Regions from separate parts of the Sus scrofa genome. Here region 2 is linked to region 1. A link is a contact called in public Hi-C data. All regions are on one chromosome and are shown on one strand. Each heading gives the region's core, a stretch centred on a gene start, on an enhancer-like site or on the middle of the called end of the contact. The rest is flanking DNA. Distances are from core to core; before and after follow the strand shown.

Region 1 (5,290 bases), core at 1,844-4,343:
TAATATGGTGTGAAGTTGGTTATCTAACCCAGACTAGATAGCAGGTCTGTCTGACTTCAAAGCCTGTGGCCTTAACCACTGTGCCGTATTCCATTTTGTGGTCCATATTCTTCAGGACCTCAAAGTTCAGTAGTGGAATCATGAATAAATGATTGTTACAGCATGGTGCTGTAACAGCACCCAGGAGAAGCACTTAATGTGGATTATAGGGTCCAAAGGAAATGCTACCAGAGCTAAGTCCTAAAGGATAAGAACTGAGCCAGAAGCACTTAGTCACTTCCATCTAATCATTTAATTACAAATTGGATTCCTGGAAAAGGATCCCTCCCTCCTATAGTATTCACCACCCCCCCAAACCCCAGACTCATGACAAACCTGTATACATAAAATAACCCATTATTGGAGTTCCCATCGTAGCGGAGCAGAAACAAATCTGACTAGGAACCATAAGGTTGCAGGTTCAACCCCTGGCCTTGCTCAGTGGGTTAAGGATCCCGCATTGCCATGAGCTGTGGTATTGGTTGCAGACACAGTTCCGATCTGATGTTGCTGTGGCTGTGGCGTAGGCCAGCAGCTATAGCTCCTATTCGACCCCTAGCTTGGGAACCTCCATGTGCCACGGGTGTCGCCCTAAAAAGCAAAAACAAACAAACACAATAACCCATTATGACCCTACAGGCAGCTGGGTGTTGTTTCAGGTCCTTTCTCATAATAAATAAACAAACAAACAAACAAACCCATTATCATAAAATTAAAATAAAAGCAAAGAACAAAGGGATGGATTCCATTAAAAGTCTACAATTTCTTCTTCCTTATTAGCAGGCGAGAAAGACCTGAGAAAGAACTGCAGAGAAATGTCAGAAGAATTTTATGCTTTTTGTGGATTGGTTTAGAGTAACCTTTATTGGCTCATGAATGCTGTTTTTTGAACTGTGTGATTTTCATCCTGAAACTGTGCAGAGGCAGTTGTACACGTGGTTGTTTTCCCTGGAAATGAGACTAGCTAGGTGATGCCATATATGACATTAAGAAGTAAGGAATCCATTTTGCTAGCTTTTAATGTGCTGCAAAATTAGCGTTTAACTAAAAAGTCATAGGTTTCTTGTAGAAATAGCACCACCTTGTGGCCCTTGAATGTCTATAATTTTCCACTTGACTGCTGCCTTAGAGACATGATACTTTCCAGTAGAAATGAGAAAATTGTATCAGTAGTGGGGTGTATTGTTCAGATCACTATGCTGACATAACAGGCCTTGAATTCACACTGGCCTCGCTCTATACATGATACTGTTTGAGTTTTGTGTATATGTTTTGTATATTTTTTGTTGTTGTTGCTGTTGCTGTATTTCCAAAATGGCTTACAGGCAAAATATGGGAGTAGACATAGAAATAGTTTATCAGGAGTTCCCGTCGTGGCGCAGTGGTTAACGAATCCGACTAGGAACCATGAGGTTGCGGGTTCGGTCCCTGCCCTTGCTCAGTGGGTTAACGATCCGGCGTTGCCGTGAGCTGTGGTGTAGGTTGCAGACGAGGCTCGGATCCAGCGTTGCTGTGGCTCTGACGTAGGCCGGTGGCTACAGCTCCGATTCAACCCCTACCCTGGGAACCTCCATATGCCGCGGGAGCGGCCCAAGAAATAGCAGCAACAACAACAACAACAAAAGACAAAAAAGACAAAAAAAAAAAAAAAAGAAATAGTTTATCAGATATGAATAAAACCTGATCCTTTCTCCAAGTGCTTGTGGCCTAGAACAGGAGACAAAATGATATAAAAAGGATAAAGATTTTGGAGTCAGACAAACTTGGATTTGAATTCTAGTTTCATCAGTTACCCACCCTGTGACCTTAGACAAAGTTAAGTTCCCCAAACCTTGGTTTCCCTCATCAATAAAATAGACATAACATTCTACCTATCTTCTAGGATTCATGGTTCAAAAATAATGTGTGTATAACCCTATATTGCCCAGCATCTTGTAGGTACTCAGTTAACAGAAGCTGTGAATGTAGTCCAAAGCAGAGTAAAAGTGCATGCAGTACAAAGAAAATGCTATCCCTATGGAGGGAAAGATAATTACTTTTGCCTGGAGGTGTCTGGAGAATCTTCACAGAGGATTTGACATTTGAGATAAGCCCTAAAGGATGAGTAAGATTAAATAGGGAATTTGAAGTAGAATGAACAGAAGTATAAAGCCATGAAAATGAAGAACATATTTTAGCATGGTTGTCTGGCTGGAGTATAGAGTTTGGAAAGGCATAGGACTAGAAATGTAGGTTGAACTCCTACCAGTGGCCTTGATTATCATGCTAAGGACTTTGAGACTTATTTTGATATTAGTAGGGAACCATCCAAGCTTTGTTGATTAGCTGAAGGTTAAACGTATTGGGGAGCACAAATCTCCTAGACTATGAAAGATGAAAAGTCAGAGATTTAGAGGTGAAGGTATCAGTTTGGGGGAAAAAATAAAGTTGTTAATGGAGTTTAAGGTCTTCTTGTTAAATGGGTAAGTATTAGGAGAGGTAGTACAAAAACAGTATACCTTGTCTACACTCATGAAGCTGCTTGGTTCAGGCAGCTTTCATATTACTTATTGACCTAGCAAGAGACTCCCTTATTAGAGCCATCTCTCACACCTCCATTCGCCTGATTTTGCTGGCTTCATACTCTAATCTTTGTCTTGTAACTGGCATCTTTTCACTTCTACACAAGGCCTCTTATCCTTGTACCCAGTTTGGGAATTCTCCAGTTAGCTTTTTCTCAGATTTGTCTCCTGAGATCTCATCCTCTCCCCTAACCCTTCCCCACTTCTGAGGTTTCCAAGTGCAGTTCACTGACATGCCTGGAGAGCAGTTTATTTTCACTTAGCTGGATGCTTTACACACTCCCTCATTACATGTCCTTAATAAAGGATTCTTTATTTCAGGGCACAGCTAGCAAGAAAATTGTTGCAGGGAGTGTAATTATACCTATCAAATAGGAACACTGCACTAATCCCCTAATAACTGAGGTCACTAGGATTACTAGACAGCTGGGAATTGTACAATACTGGCCACCATTCATCACTGTGGGCAAGAGCATTAAATGTCGTTTCCTGAGTTAGGTTGTTAATGGCTAGCTATGCTCCTGAACAATCTCTGATGGAATTGTTTCCATATGGGACAGAGCCCAGACATAGCAAGTTGGAACCGATTCACAGTATGAATAATATGATTGGACTTAGAGAACTATAAAGAATAACAGGAATCTGGTTTACATAAAACTAAAATGCATGTTAGTGATATTTTTCCATATGGCAGATATGTCTTAAAACCTCAGTGTCGTAGGAGTGCCCGTTGTAGCTCACTGGGTTAAGAATCCGACTAGTATCCACGAGGATACGGGTTCATTCCCTGTCCTCTCTCAGTGAGTCAAAGGATCCTGCATTGCTATGAGCTGCAGCGTAGGTCTCAGGCGCAGCTCGGATCCCACATAGCTGTGGGTATGGTGTAGGCAAGCAGCTGCAGTTCCGATTCAGCCTCTAGCCTGGGAACTTCCGTATGCCACAGATGCAGCCCTAAAAAGGGGGGTGGGGCGGGGGGAACACCTCAGTGTTGTAGCAAGAATAAAAAGCCTAGTAATTCCAGAACACTAAAATGGTTTCTTTTATAGTTGGACCCTGGACATGTTTTGTATATGGGGACCCAGGCACCCCAAAGCCTTGCTGCTCATCTGGATAACCAGGTTCCAGTTAAGAGTCCCAGAGCTATTTCTCGCACCAGTGAGGATGATCCGGTGAGTTGCTAATGTGCATATGGATTTTTTTCAGGACCTTTAAGTCATTTTACATATCAGGAAAACGGAAACCCAAAGAAGCTAAGCAGATTTAAATATAGTCAGGCAATGTACCTGCAACAGCGTTATGGAACCCCAGTGTTCCCCATCCATCTCTGATACCATGGTAGCATAATTCAGGTCAATCCACATCTATTCTAATTCCTACCATTGAACTCACTTCATGCCAAGGGTTGTGTGGGGCATAGAGTAGGTACATGGTAAATACTTAATAAGTCAGTTCCTTAGAAGTTAAATTAAGTAGTTATTATTGATCTTACTATATGTTGGATTGGCAAATTTTTCCTTCAGGAAACAGATAGTGATTATTTTAGGCATATGAGCCAAAGTGGTCTCTGTCACAACTACTTAGCTCTGACGTAAACAAATGGGTGTGGCTGTGTTACAGTAAAACTTTATTTACAAAAATGGGTAGCCAGCCTTGGTTCACCAATCCTGCTATGGAGAATCCTAAAGAAATTGACTTACTTGCCCAGGATCACATAGCAGGGCAGGTACCAGCCAATCTGGTACTTTCACCTTTCTAAGTGGATTTCCTATGGTGTCTGGAAAGGGAACTAGCTTGATAAGTTGAGAAGAGCAGCATTTTAAAGTGAAGTTTGTCAGCAGAAGCCAGGATTCCAGCAATATCCAGTGTTGCATTTTCTACTTCAGGTCCCATTGGGCTAAATGTTGATTTCTTCTTCCTCAGTGTTATTGTTGCCTTTTATAAGTGAAATTTGTTGTGTGGTCTGTGCTTAAATGTCTTAAATGTGAAGAGAACCAATAGCTTTTGTGTCCCTTTTTGTCCCTACCCCCTGAGTTGCCCCATCTTAACATATGCTGTGCGGGTGGAAGGGGAAAAAAATAAACTCATTGCCCAAAACACCATCTCAGCAGGGTGTGTTTTATTTATGTCTCTAGTGTTCATCCACTTTCACAAGCACAAGATGAAACAGAATAAATGAATGAAGTCATTGAAGTGCCTTTCAGCTTTCCATGTAATTGTAGTCCCTTTATCTGCCAGTTCCTCTGGGGTTTCTATGGCAACAGCAGCATGCAGATGATCTTGTCATGTGACTGGAGCATCTCTATACACAGCTTAGAAGAATCCAGATGGCAAGAATTGTCCCTGCTCTCTCTATATCTAGGGTTTACGTTGCTGAGCAACTGGCTTCATCATTCAGACCAACATCAGCTTTATATACACACTGGATTTGGGGATAACAACGAGGTTTTGCCTAAGAAATGAAAGCTGTCTTTTCCAGCTCTGAGAGAAGTGTTTCCTCAGTATGGACTAGATGACCCTCGCTACTTTTTCAAAGTCTTTGTCACTCTATCCATTATACCTGTTTGCATTTTTATTTCATAGGCCAAGCATAGGGAGCAGCACGAGGGTCAGCACTACAACATATCCCTCCAGGAGCTGAAGACTGTCTTCCCCCATGGCCTGCCTCCTCGCTTTGCAATGCAGGTGCTCAA
Region 2 (5,574 bases), core at 698-3,197, 340 kb before region 1:
AAAACCACATTTCTAGGACTATCTTTCTTTATTCAGCTATGTATCTCTCCACGCCTTGCACATAAGCGGTACACACTACATTTTTTATGGTCACACCCACGGCACATGAAGGTTCTGGGCCAGGGATTGAACCACCCGTGCCTCACAGCAACCTGAACCACTGCAGGCGGATTCTTAAGGGACCGCGCCACAGTGGGAACTCCTAAATGTTCTTCAAATTGGTTCAAAGACTTGGACTTTCTAACTCTTCCGTGTCATTAGATCACTATATCCCCCGCTACTGTTGCAGCTGGTTCTGTATCCCCAGATCCATTCCAGGGATCTGAGGGACCTCTTTATACCACTACTGGGTCAGAGAAACATGCCTCCCCTCCCCCCAGGCATCCCCACATACAATTCCCCATTCCAACAAATGCCTCACCCTACTGTTTGGGTGCCTGGCCCCCCTAAGGCACTAAGTACCCCTTACCAGGTGCCCCTGGTGCCTGGGCACAGCCTGATGGGTCCATAGTCCCCAGGGGAGCCCAAAGAAAATTAGGAGGGGTCTGAGTGCTCGAAGGAGTCACCATGGCAGGAAGGGAGATGCCCCGCCAGTCACCTTTGTTGATCTTGCCCACAACAGAGGCCTCCAGCCATCGTGTGTTGTCTTGGCGAGAGTAGAGGCCAAAGAGGACACCACCCTGCTTGGGGGGCAGACGGAAGGTGGACAAGAGGTAGATGTCCCCAGCGGTGAGCAGGGCTGTCCGAATCTTCTCCGCCACAGCTACCATCTGCCGGGACTCGCCCAGAGTCAGCAGGTCGATCACTGACCAAGCAGAGATGATTAAGGTCAGACCCCTGTCAAATGCTAAGGCCTGCTCTCTCTGAGCCTTCAGGGGTGGGGCGGCATCCTTCATCACCACCCGACAGTGTTAGTCACCTCCTGGAAATCCAACCCTTGTTGCTGTCAGAGGACAAGGCGTTGTGCCTTCCTTACTGCCACTCCGAGAACCGGCAGGCCTGAGGCTCAACTGGAAATACAGCAACAGCGCCCCGCGAATGTGAGATGCCCCCACCAGGTGGCGCAAAGGAGTCACTGTGTTGATCTCAAGGCAGGAGTAGCACCTGGTGCCCACAGCGCAGAAATAGGAAGGCCGTTTCTCTTCACACGGCTGGGTTTGGCTCTAAATGCCCCTAAATGCTCCTCCTCCCGTCCTGGGGGGTTCAGCACACTCGCTCTGGGTGAGAACAGCTGCCCACTGAAGACTTCGACCCTCCTACTGTCTGGCTCTCTCCCACAGGAACCTGGGACCCAGCTCTCTGCCTCCTGTGTCCTGGCCAATCTGTGGTTTCCCTTCCAGCCTGTAAAGAATCTGTGCCTGTGTCATCTGCTCCAGCTACCTCTCCCACACCCACAGACCCATCCTACCACCAGACCTCCAGGAGAGCCCAGACCTCTTGGTCCCCACCCCCACCCGGTTCTTAGGCAACTAGGAGCCCAAAGGTGGAAGAAACCCACCTTTGAGCTGCTCTCCCAGACCCTGGAGTGTCTGGGGATGCTCAGACACCAAACCAGCCAGGCAGCCCTAGCATCCTGCCTCCTGAGTCCACAGCCCTGGCCTCATGCTGACCCTGGCCAGTTCCCACTCATCCGCCACCTTCTGGTGTCAGCTCCTCCCCACAGGATCATAATTTCATCAACTCTTCCCTCCGGTTCAATTTCAGGACTCTCCCCTCTCCCCTTGCCCACATGTTCCCTGCTACTAGGCTGGGGGCAAGTGGGGAGGAGGCAGAGAGGGGGCTCTGAGAATTGGTACTGGCTTACCCTGCAGGTCCTGACTGGCAGATGCGAAAGTGCAAAGGAAGAGAAGAGCCAGGGCCCCCCGAAGTTCCTGCGTCTCCATGCCGCTCAGCCGGCTCACTACCCCTGGCAGGCAGGCGGCTGGGAGGGGAAAAGGCTAGGCGGAGAGCAGGAGAGGGGGGCGGAGGGACTGGAGGGGGGGGCCGGCAGGCGGTGAGGGGGGGCTGAAACAAAGAGCTGCCAATCACCCTGGAGGCATCCTCAGCTCCGGGAACCAGGGGCACTGAGGAAGAGTCCTGGAGGCCTCCTTGCCTCGCGCCTCTCCCTAATGGTGCTCTCCCCCAGGTGCCTCCCTCTCCCCTGCATCTCGCTCTTGGGGGTTGCTACCGAATGCTACTGTCTTCTGGAAGCCACAGTTGGGGAAGGCAGGCAACTTTGGCAGGGGCAGTGCCAGACAGTGAGCATTATTCCACAGCTGGTACGAGAGAATTCCAAGGGAGTGGCTGAAACTAGCTTGCTATAGTGCCCAGGGGATGCCCACATGGCATGACGTTTGCTCCTCCGACAGAGCAAGTGCTCTTTATTAGGGTGATGGTCCCATGCCTTGTCCCTGTGCTTCCACTTTCCTTCATTACTAGGAAAACCTGGGAGTCTAGAAGAGTCTGGTGGAAACTGGAGGGAAAGTCTACAACAGTGGTCAGTGAGGCTGGAGTGAAGAAATAGGGAAAGGGACGCCAAGGACAGGAGGAGACCAGAGGACAGGCCAGGGGCCGGGGGGCAGACTGAGAACACTTGGGGGTACAGGCAGACAGGCCACGACCCGGATGAAACGGAGGGGCGCCTCGGTTCCCGTTGCCAAGGCAACAGTCCCAGAGCCCCACCTCCCCTCCCCCCACCCAGGCCCCAGCCCGGCCTAGCTTCGGCCTCCGCCACCGCCCCTGTTTTGTTTCCATGGCGACAGGAGGCGCGGGGCCGGCTCCAAACATAACGCGCTGTGGAAAACATGCGGCTCGGGGGACCCCCCCCGCAGCCCCCGCTCGGGGCCGAGCCCTGAGGGGGCCCGAAGCAGCCCAGACCTCTTGCAGATCTGTGAGGGCACCCAGAGCCTGCCCAGGAGCCCAAAGCCCCCTTCTGGGCCCGCTGAGCCTTCAGAGGCTCGGGGCTCCCCTCGGCCAAGGCTCCGGGACTCTCTTAGGCGCGCCGGGATGAAAGCCCTTCCCCCCTTCGCGAGCCGCCTGTGGATCGGACCGCTGCCGCCCTCCCCCGAAGCCTTCGGTTCCGCCCCACGCCGTCAGGCCGCCTTCTGGGCTGGGATAAGCAGCGCCTTCCCGAGGGCCTCCCCCCAGCTCCCCACTGTGAACAGTCGTAGGGGCGGGGGGCGGATCCGCGCGGAGGAGGGCTGAAGCGCAGGGGGAGGTGCTTCCGGGACAAAGGGCGGGCAAGATGGCGGCGCCCATGGAGCTGTTCTGCTGGTCAGGGGGCTGGGGGCTGCCGTCCGTGGACCTGGACAGTCTGGCCGTGCTGGTGAGGGGTGGCGCCAGCGCCCTCTGCTGCGCCCTGGAGGACTGGGGAGGGGGCTCGGACTAGCCAATCACCGGATTTTGCCAGGGCGCCTCAGCACGGGCGCATTGGGGGAAACTGAGGCAATCAAAGAGCGTGCCTGGCCAGTATGGACTCACATACCGTGTCCTTTGCCATTAGCAGCCTAGTTTTTGTTTGGCAATGGAACGGGTGCTGGTCAGAGGTTCAGGAGATGAGTTTTAGTTCTCGCATGTCCATTTATTGGCTGTGTGACCTTGGAGCGATCCCTTCTCTCTGGGCGCTGTTTTCTTCATCCGCTTGTTTACTGAGGCTGGACGATCTCAGAGTTCTCCGACTCCGCAGGTCTCTGCCTTCTCAACCTCCCTCCCTCCTCCTCCTCATTCAACAGCACTGACTGAGGTTATTGTTCATTGAACCAAAAAGCCCACAGCCAGGCTCTGTAGATAGAGCTTTGGAGTCAGACTAGTTCACTCATTCATTCACTCTTTCATTTAATAAGCATGTATTAGGCATCTTACAAATACCAAACATTGGCATGCAAAGATAAATAGCATGTGGTCCCTCCCCTGGTGGTGTTTACAGAAAGGTAGACATGTCAGCAAATAAGTGTAATAAAATGTTCTGGTGCTAAGTTATAAGTATGAACAGTCCATAGAGACTCCAAAGAAAGGCATGGTCAGTGCTTCCAAATGAGGTTAAGTGTTCACCGGGAAATGGCAGGAAAGAAGGTAGAGGAAAGGATTTTTCTGGCTGACTTGTAATCATGGACATGTCCATCATCTCTCTGAGCCCTGTGTTACCCACTGTAAAATGGGAACATAGGAGTTCCCGTTTGGCGGAGTGGTTAATGAATCCGACTAGGAACCATGAGGTTGTGGGTTCGATCCCTGGCCTCACTCAGTGGGTTAAGGATCCGGTGTTGCCGTGAGCTGTAGGTTGTCGACACAGCTCGGATCCCGAGTTGCTGTGGCTCTGGTGTAGGCCGGCGGCTACAGCTCCGATTTGACCCCTAGCCTGGGAACCTCCAGATGCCGAGGGAGCAGCCCAAGAAATGGCAGAAAGACAAAAAAAAAAAAAAAAGAACATAATGTCAACTTTTTTTTTTTTTTTTTTGGTAAGGCAATTATGAAGCATAGGGCATAACACAAAAGGTATTCAATAAATGTTATTTCTTTTCTTGATTCCCCTGTGGGGGCCATGTCCCTGGCCTCTCTGCCTTCTGCTTCCTTCCCTGCAGACCTATGCCAGATTTACTGGTGCCCCACTCAAGGTGCACAAGATCACCAACCCCTGGCGGAGCCCTTCAGGTATCCAGTGTCCCTGGGTGGCGGTGGGGGTGGTGAGGAAGGGAATGTACAAGGGGAAGAGCAGGAGACAGACAGGGATGTGGTGCAATAATATATGGATAAGCAGTTAAGGATCTGGTGGCCATACTTCTTTGTCAATGTCAGGAACTCTGCCTGCCCTTCGGACCAGTCAAGGAGAAGTCATCTCGGTACCACACAAGATCATCACCCACCTTCGAAAAGAGGTAGGTGGCTTGGGTAGGGGGACTGTCAATGAGAGAGTTCAGTTGATTCAGTGCAACACATCTTTATTGAACAGCAGCATATGCCAATCCAGATGCAGGTGACTCAGCTGCAAGAAACACATAGTCCAGTGGGGAGACACAATGTTGTTGTGATGGAGTACGTGGTAGACTAGAGATTAAGCTAGTCAGGGCATCCAGAGGCACCTGCTGGGCAGGGAGGTAGAGATGAATAGGCCGATGACACATGGAAGGGAAAGGAGAGTAGGAGAGAACAGTTGGCTCAGATGAAGCTCTCAAAGATAAGACTAGGAGAGAAAAAACAAAAAAGATAGGACCAGACAGGGATTTCTAAGGGCCACTGCCCTTTTTTCAGGGACCAGTAGGGCTGAATTACATGGGGCTCAGGATGGACAAGGCTAAGAGCCAGGATGAGGAAATTGAAAGAGTGTTATGAGAGGAATGGGGAGGCCTAGGCTATGTTTTTCACTCTGTCATTGTCTATGTGACTTTGGGCAAATTGTTTAACTTCCTCCTTATTTGTACAACTAGGGGGCCTAGCCAGGATACTTTGCAGGGGCTCTTCTAGCTTTTATGGTCTGGTTCCAAAAGGGAACACATCATCTGAAGTGTGGGACCCTCTTACTCATTTCTCCTTTCCCAGAGGTGGAGGAATTGGTGAATTAATGGAGGCTTGAGAGTCATGGAGAAAGGCGATCCAGAT

Evidence for each region. A called contact is a pair of places that touch in the nucleus more often than the background predicts.
Region 2: a Hi-C map of embryonic fibroblasts shows a contact between it and region 1, with 3 times the contacts expected there. The contact joins the promoter of THBS3 here to the enhancer-like site in region 1. A contact is called at or near these places in 2 of 5 promoter capture datasets (fetal liver and liver), 10 of 47 Hi-C or Micro-C datasets (alveolar macrophages, blood, embryonic fibroblasts and 6 more) and 2 of 2 datasets of contacts at active chromatin or transcription factors (alveolar macrophages and skeletal muscle).

Annotation. Positions count from the first base shown.
Region 1 is chr4:94,271,879-94,277,168 of Sscrofa11.1, reverse strand. It overlaps DAP3 (28S ribosomal protein S29, mitochondrial), which reads left to right. Exons shown (of 13, transcript XM_021089714.1): 3 at 3,647-3,769; 4 at 5,181-5,282. Among named protein-coding and RNA genes, the nearest start is that of MSTO1, 22 kb to the right of the region's middle. Within about 2 kb of position 3,093, at least 5 of the 83 cell types and tissues checked have an H3K27ac peak or open chromatin away from gene starts, as enhancers often do. A contact at or near this core is called in embryonic fibroblasts, where this site is marked.
Region 2 is chr4:94,609,075-94,614,648 of Sscrofa11.1, reverse strand. It overlaps THBS3 (thrombospondin-3), which reads right to left and starts at 1,947. Exons shown (of 23, transcript XM_013997018.2): 1 at 1,805-1,947; 2 at 599-805. The coding sequence starts at 1,883. MTX1 (metaxin 1) reads left to right here and starts at 3,210. Exons shown (of 8, transcript NM_001039750.1): 1 at 3,210-3,304; 2 at 4,560-4,629; 3 at 4,774-4,853. The coding sequence starts at 3,224.